Linked DNA regions of Gossypium hirsutum: regions 1 and 3 are each linked to region 2. Evidence: chromatin contacts called from public Hi-C data. All regions are on one chromosome and are shown on one strand. Each heading gives the region's core, a stretch centred on a gene start, on an enhancer-like site or on the middle of the called end of the contact. The rest is flanking DNA. Distances are from core to core; before and after follow the strand shown.

Evidence for each region. Hi-C and Micro-C count contacts between places; a contact is called where the count stands out from the background.
Region 1: a Hi-C map of leaf shows a contact between it and region 2, with 7 times the contacts expected there. The contact joins the promoter of LOC107930653 here to the promoter of LOC107930632 in region 2. A contact is called at or near these places in 12 of 34 Hi-C or Micro-C datasets (callus, hypocotyl, leaf and 2 more).
Region 3: a contact with region 2 is called in a Hi-C map of leaf, with 3 times the contacts expected there. The contact joins the promoter of LOC107960316 here to the promoter of LOC107930632 in region 2. A contact is called at or near these places in 12 of 34 Hi-C or Micro-C datasets (callus, hypocotyl, leaf and 2 more).

Annotation. Positions count from the first base shown.
Region 1 is chrA01:44,219,468-44,222,167 of Gossypium_hirsutum_v2.1, forward strand. LOC107930653 (ATP synthase subunit d, mitochondrial) reads left to right here and starts at 1,399. Exons shown (of 5, transcript XM_016862345.2): 1 at 1,399-1,733; 2 at 1,957-2,038. The coding sequence starts at 1,563.
Region 2 is chrA01:43,906,546-43,909,268 of Gossypium_hirsutum_v2.1, forward strand. LOC107930632 (non-symbiotic hemoglobin 2-like) reads left to right here and starts at 1,396. Exons shown (of 5, transcript XM_016862304.2): 1 at 1,396-1,626; 2 at 1,735-1,874; 3 at 2,016-2,130; 4 at 2,205-2,321; 5 at 2,409-2,641. The coding sequence starts at 1,780. The coding sequence ends at 2,546. It overlaps LOC107930629 (a long non-coding RNA gene), which reads left to right. Exons shown (of 2, transcript XR_001693043.2): 2 at 93-445.
Region 3 is chrA01:43,629,559-43,632,258 of Gossypium_hirsutum_v2.1, forward strand. LOC107960316 (3-phosphoinositide-dependent protein kinase 2) reads right to left here and starts at 1,356. Exons shown (of 11, transcript XM_016896635.2): 1 at 767-1,356. The coding sequence starts at 967.

The sequences.
Region 1 (2,700 bases), core at 149-2,648, 310 kb after region 2:
TAGTTATGTGTTTTATTCTAAACCTGTCAACTTTACTTAATTTTTACTATAAACTGGATTGAAGTGCATGAAAAATTCTTATTTAAAGATTTTTGTGAAGGTTAAGTCTTTATATGATCATTTTGAAAGGTTTAATCCTTAAATGAGCAACTCTTAAAATGTTACATTCTAATTTAAGCATTTAGCCTTAAGCTTTTAATATTTTTAGCTCAAAATAAAAATAAAAAGGATATCGTAAACATAAGCAGCTCCTGAGTAAATTTATTCATGGGTCGAGCTATTTATTTAGACTTAAAGACCTATCTGAAATTTGGGAGGGTTTGTGCAAGAATAATTGGCCCGTTTAAAATATGGATTGGACTTGAGCATTCAAGACTTGAGCTTGATCCAACCTATTTTTAAATTTGTAATATTTTATATTATGTTACTTTTATATATTATATAATGTATAACACATAAAAATTAAATCTATAATAATATATAATACTACTATAATATAAACATTAAAAAATGTTAAGATAATTTTATATAAAATTTTAATAAATGAAAAAGTATATAAAATTTTTAAAATATGGATGGGCTTGGGTAAAATTTTAAACTTGTATTTCGAGCCAAGCAGGGTTTGAGCAAATATAAAGTGTGTTAATATCATGCTTAAGCCCAGACCGAACTTGGATCAGACTATCTCAATCCGTGAATTAAATTTAAAAATAAAATGTGATATAATTTTTTGTCAAACTATTAAATCATTTGAAATTTTAAAAAAAAACTCTTAATATTTTTGTAATTAAATTTAAATGAAATATATTTTCATTAATAAATAGTAATTCGAGTCAGGTTAAATTTGTTAGAGGTCAAAAAAATCCTTTTTTCCATGCTTAATCTAAGTTGAGCCCACCTTATTAGATTGATGGCGGATTGTTCGCCTTTTAAACATTTTTTTCACAAGAGAGGAATTTATTTACATCAGTAATTTTACACTTTTTCATAATTTTTTATATAATTAATGTTTCAATAATCTAACAATTAAATTTTTTAATATATTTGTACTTGTTATGTATATAAAATCAATTATATATTTCATCTTATCAATTTTAAAATATTGTCAATATATATAATGATTGAAAGGTTTTTTCATATAAAATAAATAGTTAAATTTTTTTAATTTATACCAAACTGAATAGGCGTGATAGATAAATTATTAAAATATTAATAATATAAAAAGTTTATATATATATATATATTTTTTTTTTGCGTGTGTTTTAAGCAAGAGTTTTATAAATTAATGAACCCGGTCCAAAACTTCTAATTGGTTGACACATAAGCCCGATCTATCATGGGTCGGACCAGAGGTATTTGGATTAAGCCCAAACTAAGTACATCGAACCGGTCCATCTTAAAATTCTCAAAATTCCAATTTTGTCCACAATTAAACATCAAAATGCCCATTTAAGATTATTATTTCATTTCCCTAAACAAGAAGCAGCAGCCTTCATCAGTCATCTCCAAAAAAGTTGTGGAGAAAAAAATATTACGTTTGGGAAGCGAGAAAGTGCGAGAAAATGAGCGGAGCAGGAAAGAAAGTAGTAGATGTGGCTTTCAAAGCAGGAAAGAGCATTGATTGGGAAGGGATGGCGAAGCTTTTGGTCTCCGATGAGGCTCGCAAAGAGTTCGCCACTCTTCGTCGCACTTTCGATGAAGTTAACTCCACTTTACAGACCAAGTTCAGCCAGGTTAGGGTTTTCTATTCTCTCCCATCTCAGGTTTTTTTAATAACTTAGGACCTTTGGGTTAATCTATAATTAGATCTTTAGGGTTTTAGTCTTTTTTTTGGTTGATTAATGTTATTTATTGAAATAAATAATCATTTTTGAAGCTTCTATTTGTCATTAAGGGTGATTTTTCATTTGATGCTTGTATTAACTTTCTTGGTGATAATCTGATTCTGTTAAGCAGGAACCTGAGCCTATCGATTGGGAATATTATAGAAAAGGAATCGGCTCGCGATTGGTGGATATGTACAAAGAGGCTTATGAGAGTAAGTTTTTTTTCTGTCATGGTTGAGTTTTCATTCTATACTATTTCCTAGTTGCCCCCTTTATTCTTAGATCTGTTGTAGGGTTCCTAAAAGCATAAAAATGGTCTACTTACCTCATGTTTGAAGTCTTCACATGGTTGCAGTTTCCTCGATTTGTGAATTGAATTAACTGTTGTTTAAGCTGTGCTTCCTGTTATGAGATGATAATTTTATGAGTCGGATGATGATATGGTCACCTTGACTAGCTACAATGTTCCTTTTTCGTTTTTATTGTCTCAAAATAATTAGTGAAGTGTGGAATTTAATTCTGTCATCCATTCTTCGATTGTGGATATTTTTTATCTTTGTTAAACCTATTCCGATGGCCATATTGCCTATAAGGATGTTGTGTTCATCGATTGTTATATTTTTTATAGGTAAGTTCTTAATATTGTATATAAACGTGATTCTTGTTGTATATAAACCAGATTCTTGTCCAAAACGCTGTAAAAGTTTCTATAGAACAACTATGATTCTCATTACTCCTATGCTTTGGATGTTTGATGTAAAATAACCTTTAACTCAGACCTTTATTTGTTACAAAAAGAAAAGAAAAGAAAAGAACAATGTTACTCAACCAATGAACTAGATGATTTTCAGGTTTTTTTTTACGGTAAGGTGTT
Region 2 (2,723 bases), core at 146-2,645:
TTGTATTTGTATTCCCCCCCCCCTTACAATTAAAAACCGAAGGCTTTATAGCCAATATACAAGCGATTTCTGCTATTTTGCCCATGTTGCAGGTCGTGAAGCCATGAAAACGGAGCGCACAGACGTGGGGTAGGCAACGCGTAGTTGGGGATCGTGCGAAGGGCGTGTGTGGAGGCTGCTGGTGAAGGCCGCGGCGTGAAGCAAAAGGAGACCTAGGGTCTCTAAAAACCCCAATGCTTTGGGCCTATCTGGCCTTTGTATTTTTATTTTATTGGGCCTTGATTTGGGCTGTTGTATTTTTTTATTTTATTGTTTTGTATGTGTACGGGCCAGGCAAAATTTGGGCCTTACAATCTCTACTCTCATCAATGGGGTTTATAAAAACCTTGGTGTGCCTCCCATTAGTCATAGTTTAACCCATGGATAATAGGATGCTTACCTTCAACTTGTGGGCCCCATTTAAAATGTGGTTGTAATAGTTGCACAACCTTCAGCTCTGCATTTGAGGTGACATTTGCCCACTATTTTTCTTTCATCAATTCGTAACAACAAGGCTTTCCTTCCCTAAATTGAAAGGAGGAAAGCCAAAATCAGAAAACAAAAAGCTATCAATCGAAGGAGATCACAAACCTATTATCAAAAAAGAAAACCCATCATGCTTAAATTTACCATTTCAATTAAGTTACGTACTAACAAAAATTCCATTCAAGATTATTCTACAAAAATGTTTAAATGAAAAACTGGAATTTGATTGAAAAACAAGTGAATTTTTGGAATTTTCTCAAAGTTGACGTTAGCCATGCGCCCAGAAAAAAGTAAAATTTATAAATATGCATAAAAAAATTATTTAGTGATTTTTTAATACAAAAATATAAATTATTTTTGGGAAGGTGAGGAGCATGAGATTCGTAATAAGTGGTTTTTTGTTCATTTGTTTGATTTTTATAAAAATAAATAAATAAAATCATGGTGCTTATGCTATCAATCTTGGATTATTGTTTCTTCAGTATCTCTAATACACCGTTAATTAATGATTAGGTAGATGTTTATCTCAACTGGTACATTGAATGAAATATTGATATGTTTTACATAAAATAATATATATTGGGAAAAATTCAGTAAAAATTAGAGTAATTTTACACATTTCTGTAATTATTTATACGATTAATGTTTTAACGATCCAATCATTAAATTTATTAATATAATTGTACTTGTCATGCATTTAAATTTTTGAACTCATCTGATATTCGTATTATATTAATCTAAAAAATAGTTGATATATATATATTCAAGGGGTGAATTTTTATATATAAAATAAATAGTTAGAATTTTTAAATATACATCTAATTTGATATGCAAGATATATATATAAATAGACTAAATGATTGAACATTTGAATAGTAATTTAATTTTGTATGGTGTAAGCATGAATTATTTTGTAATGATAGAAAATATCTGGACAGGTTACAACTTGGGAGATATTTCTTTCAAAATTCAACCAAATGAAATCAAAATGATTTTTTGTGAATAATAACATCCTTTTTTAAATTTCTGGAAAATAAGGAGCCATCTTTTACACAATCATCAATGCACGTCTAAGAAGACAAATAAAGCTTAGCTGTATTGGTATTATATTAATAAAGGAAAGCAGCAGTTAAATTTCTGAGTTTGCGTTTGTCATTAATAATATTTATTTCTTCAAGATTCCCACACTAGTTTTCTCTTTTCTTATAGAGCTCCACCACTCCCTGGTTATCATTGAGAAGAAGAAAATCAGAGATGGGTTTCACAGAGAAGCAAGAAGGGTTGGTGAAAGAATCATGGGAGGTTTTGAAGCAAGATATTCCTCACTTCAGCTTGCGTTTCTTTTCACTGTAAGACCTTTAATTCTTTCCTTTTTATGAATTCTTCGTTCGGACCCAACAGTGGTCAGTGTCGGCCAAACGAGTGAGGCTGTGTCTTTTAAGAGAATTTCTCTTCCACTGAGTATTGATTAAATTGAGAGTGTTATTTAGGATATTGGAGATAGCACCAGGTGCGAAGAACATGTTCAGTTTCTTGAGGGAGTCAGAGGAGATTCCTCAAAATAATCCAAAGCTCAAAGCTCATGCTGTCAAGGTTTTCAAGATGGTCAGTCCTTTTATTTTATTCATTGCATATATATCCCTACTTAAGTTAAAATACTTAAACAATTGTTGTTGAAGACATGTGAGTCAGCCATACAACTGAGAGAGAAAGGGGAAGTGGTAGTGGCTGATACTACTTTGAAGTATTTGGGCACTGTCCATGTCAAGAGTGGTGTCAAAGACCCCCATTTCGAGGTACATTTTTATTTTATTTTTTAATAATAAATTTGATTTGGATGCAGTGGTTAATTAAAAAAATTTTGAGGAATAATGTTAATGCAGGTGGTGAAAGAGGCACTCATAAGGACAATTGAAGAAGCAATTGGAGAAGAGAAATGGAATGAAGAGATGAAGAATGCTTGGGGTGAAGCTTATGATCAATTGGCTGAGATGAAGAACCATCATGATGAAACTGCTTAATTACTCTTTTACTTCAATTTTATTGTTGTTTGCCAATATTTTCACAATTTTAATGAATAAATTTTAGTAATAAAGACTATTTTGTTTTTCTATCATTATTTTGCCTTATTTTCTCTTTTTTTTCCTTAAAAAAAAGTTAAAAACTTAATAAAAAAATACATTATAGAAGGAGAGAGA
Region 3 (2,700 bases), core at 106-2,605, 280 kb before region 2:
ACAAAAACTCAAATTTCTAAAAGAGTGACAATAAAAAGTGTTTATCAATAAGTTATTTAGATTCTGAGATGGTGAAAAGACAAAAGAGAAAAAAGGGAAAAAGAGATGAACAGCATAAAAATTAACCAAAAAAATATTTGATATCAATGTCATTATCTGTAAGACATAAAACAAAAAGAGAGAAATAAATAAGATCTTGATCCAGCAGTAAAAGGAAAAGCAGTAGGCTCAAAATCCCTCACTCCACTCATGTGCAAGTTGAACTATCACCGATTAAGTAAATATTTGAGGGTAGTAAAATATCACACATAGCCTAAATAAAGCATAGATAGTTCAACATGCACATGAGTGCGGTAGGCTAAAAGATTTTCCGTTCATCCTCTTTCCAAGCATAGCCTAAATATTACACAGTCAGCTAATATAGGAAACAGAAACAGAACAACACATTTTTTATTCAACAGAACATGTTTTTCTTTACACTAAGTTTCTATAAACTAAGCAAAATTATTTCCCTTTCATTCAAATAGCTTGTATCACTACCAAAAAAACCCACAAAATTCACAAAGATAGCTAAATTTATACCAAAAACACACAATTCATAAAGAAAGCATCATTGCCTATCAAGTTCATAAATTAAAGCATGCAAGCATACATGCAAATAATAATAATAATAATAGTAATAAATTATAACCAAAAACAGTGTGTGATCTACTTAGAGTGATTTGACTAGAATCAAACTCAAGTACAAAAAAAAAAAAAAACTAACCTTCGAGTAAGAACCAACACCGTAGATCTTACCCAGTTCAAAATCCTGAATACTGAAATTCTCTTGAGGAGCTCTAAATGCAAAGCTTTTAGATCTCTGAACATTGTTAGAAGCAACAGTATTAGAAGAATTGTCTTTGTTAGTATCATCAGTTCCCTCAACCCTAAGCTTTGAATCAAAATCCTTCTCCATGGCCAACATTTCTCTCCCAAAAATCCCCTTACTTTCCCTTTTACAACATCACAGCAATAAAAATAATTATTGAGAGAAGCTTTTCTTTTTCGATTTTAGTTTCCAGTCAAAGAGAAAAAAAAAGAAAAAGAATCCTTTTTCCTCTTTATTGAGATAGATTGGATCTTCCTTAAATATTCTTCTGAAAAAATGAGGAAAAAAAAGTTGAAATTGATTCTTTTCTTGTCACTATAATATAATTTTATGAAATTTATACAAATTTGTGTAACTATAATTTAAAATATATATATATTATATTAAAGGGAAAAAAGATGAAAATGAGAGTGATCAGCTTTTGAGGAATTTCAAAACCCTAGAAAGAAAAAATTAATATATGTAAAAAAGTGAAAGAGTTGTCTGTATGCTAACTATCTGTTGGAATAATTATATTTTTTAAAATATTTTAACATTTATTGATAATGATTTGTAGCTACGAGTTTGGGAATGATTTGAGTTAATAACTTTTAATTTGATTGTAAATTTTAAATTAAAAGTAGGTTTCTAATTTATGGTAATGCTAATTCAATTTTAAAAACCAAGCAATAACAAGAATGTTGTGAGTTTGATTCTTTTATTGCTGTAACTTTTTCCCAATTCAATATTTGCTAAATGAATTTTATGGTTTAAAATTATTTTAGTTACATATTTTATGTTTTATTTTAATAAATTATGTTTCTAACTAATTAATTATAACTATTATATTCCAATATTTAACTCACATCTGCAAATAGTAATTTTAAAATTTAAATATTATTCGAATCCCCTCTATTTGAAATGTAAAGTGAGGAATTTGATGAAGGATAAATATATGCTACATCATTTTCTCTTTTCTCCATAAACAATCTCTCAAAAATAAAAAACCTGATTGAAGGTTAAGTTTATTACATTCTTTTTATAAATTAATTTAATTGCTCTACTAACCTGAATTTAAATCCATATCACTTGATACTAATTTTTTGAATTTGTTTATTTTTATTTTTTAATTTTAAAAAAATTAAAATTATTTATTAATGTGATATATAAGACAAATATTACTATAATAAGATGAGATACACTTGAATTATCAAGTGAATTACCAAGCTAACATCGTTAAAAATTTAATATTTTAGGTGTTTAAAAAAAATTATTTGACTTTTAACTTAAAAAGGATAAAAGTTAAATTAACAATATATATATATGTAATTATACTTTTTTTTTAATCAATTATCTTCTTCTCTTTTATTTGTTTTCAATATAGATTTATGAATTGGTATCTAATTTCGTAATTTTCTTTGTGAATATTAAAAATAAAAATTCGATAATGAAAACGCTTTTAAATTGAAATTCAATTACGTGTTGAATAAAATAGAGTAAATTATAATTATTGAGAGTAGTAAGTAGGTCCAAAGCATGGGCGGTAGGACCCAGGTTACGTGTAGGCAAGAAATGTGGGCCAAGTGGGTTCCCAAAGAAAAGCATTGGAACGGCCCTTTGATTGGGACGTCACCTATTACATGGAAACAAACTCCACAATCTTGACTTCTCCATAAAAATAAAACATAAAAACAAATTCATATTTATAAAAATAATAATAAACATTACAAAAAAATATACGATAGTAAAAATAACACCTTAAATTTTAATTAAAATATGAGTTGATTATTATTTAAAAAGTAGGGCAACAATGGACGGTGAAGTTAATAAAGTCTAAACAATAGTGAATA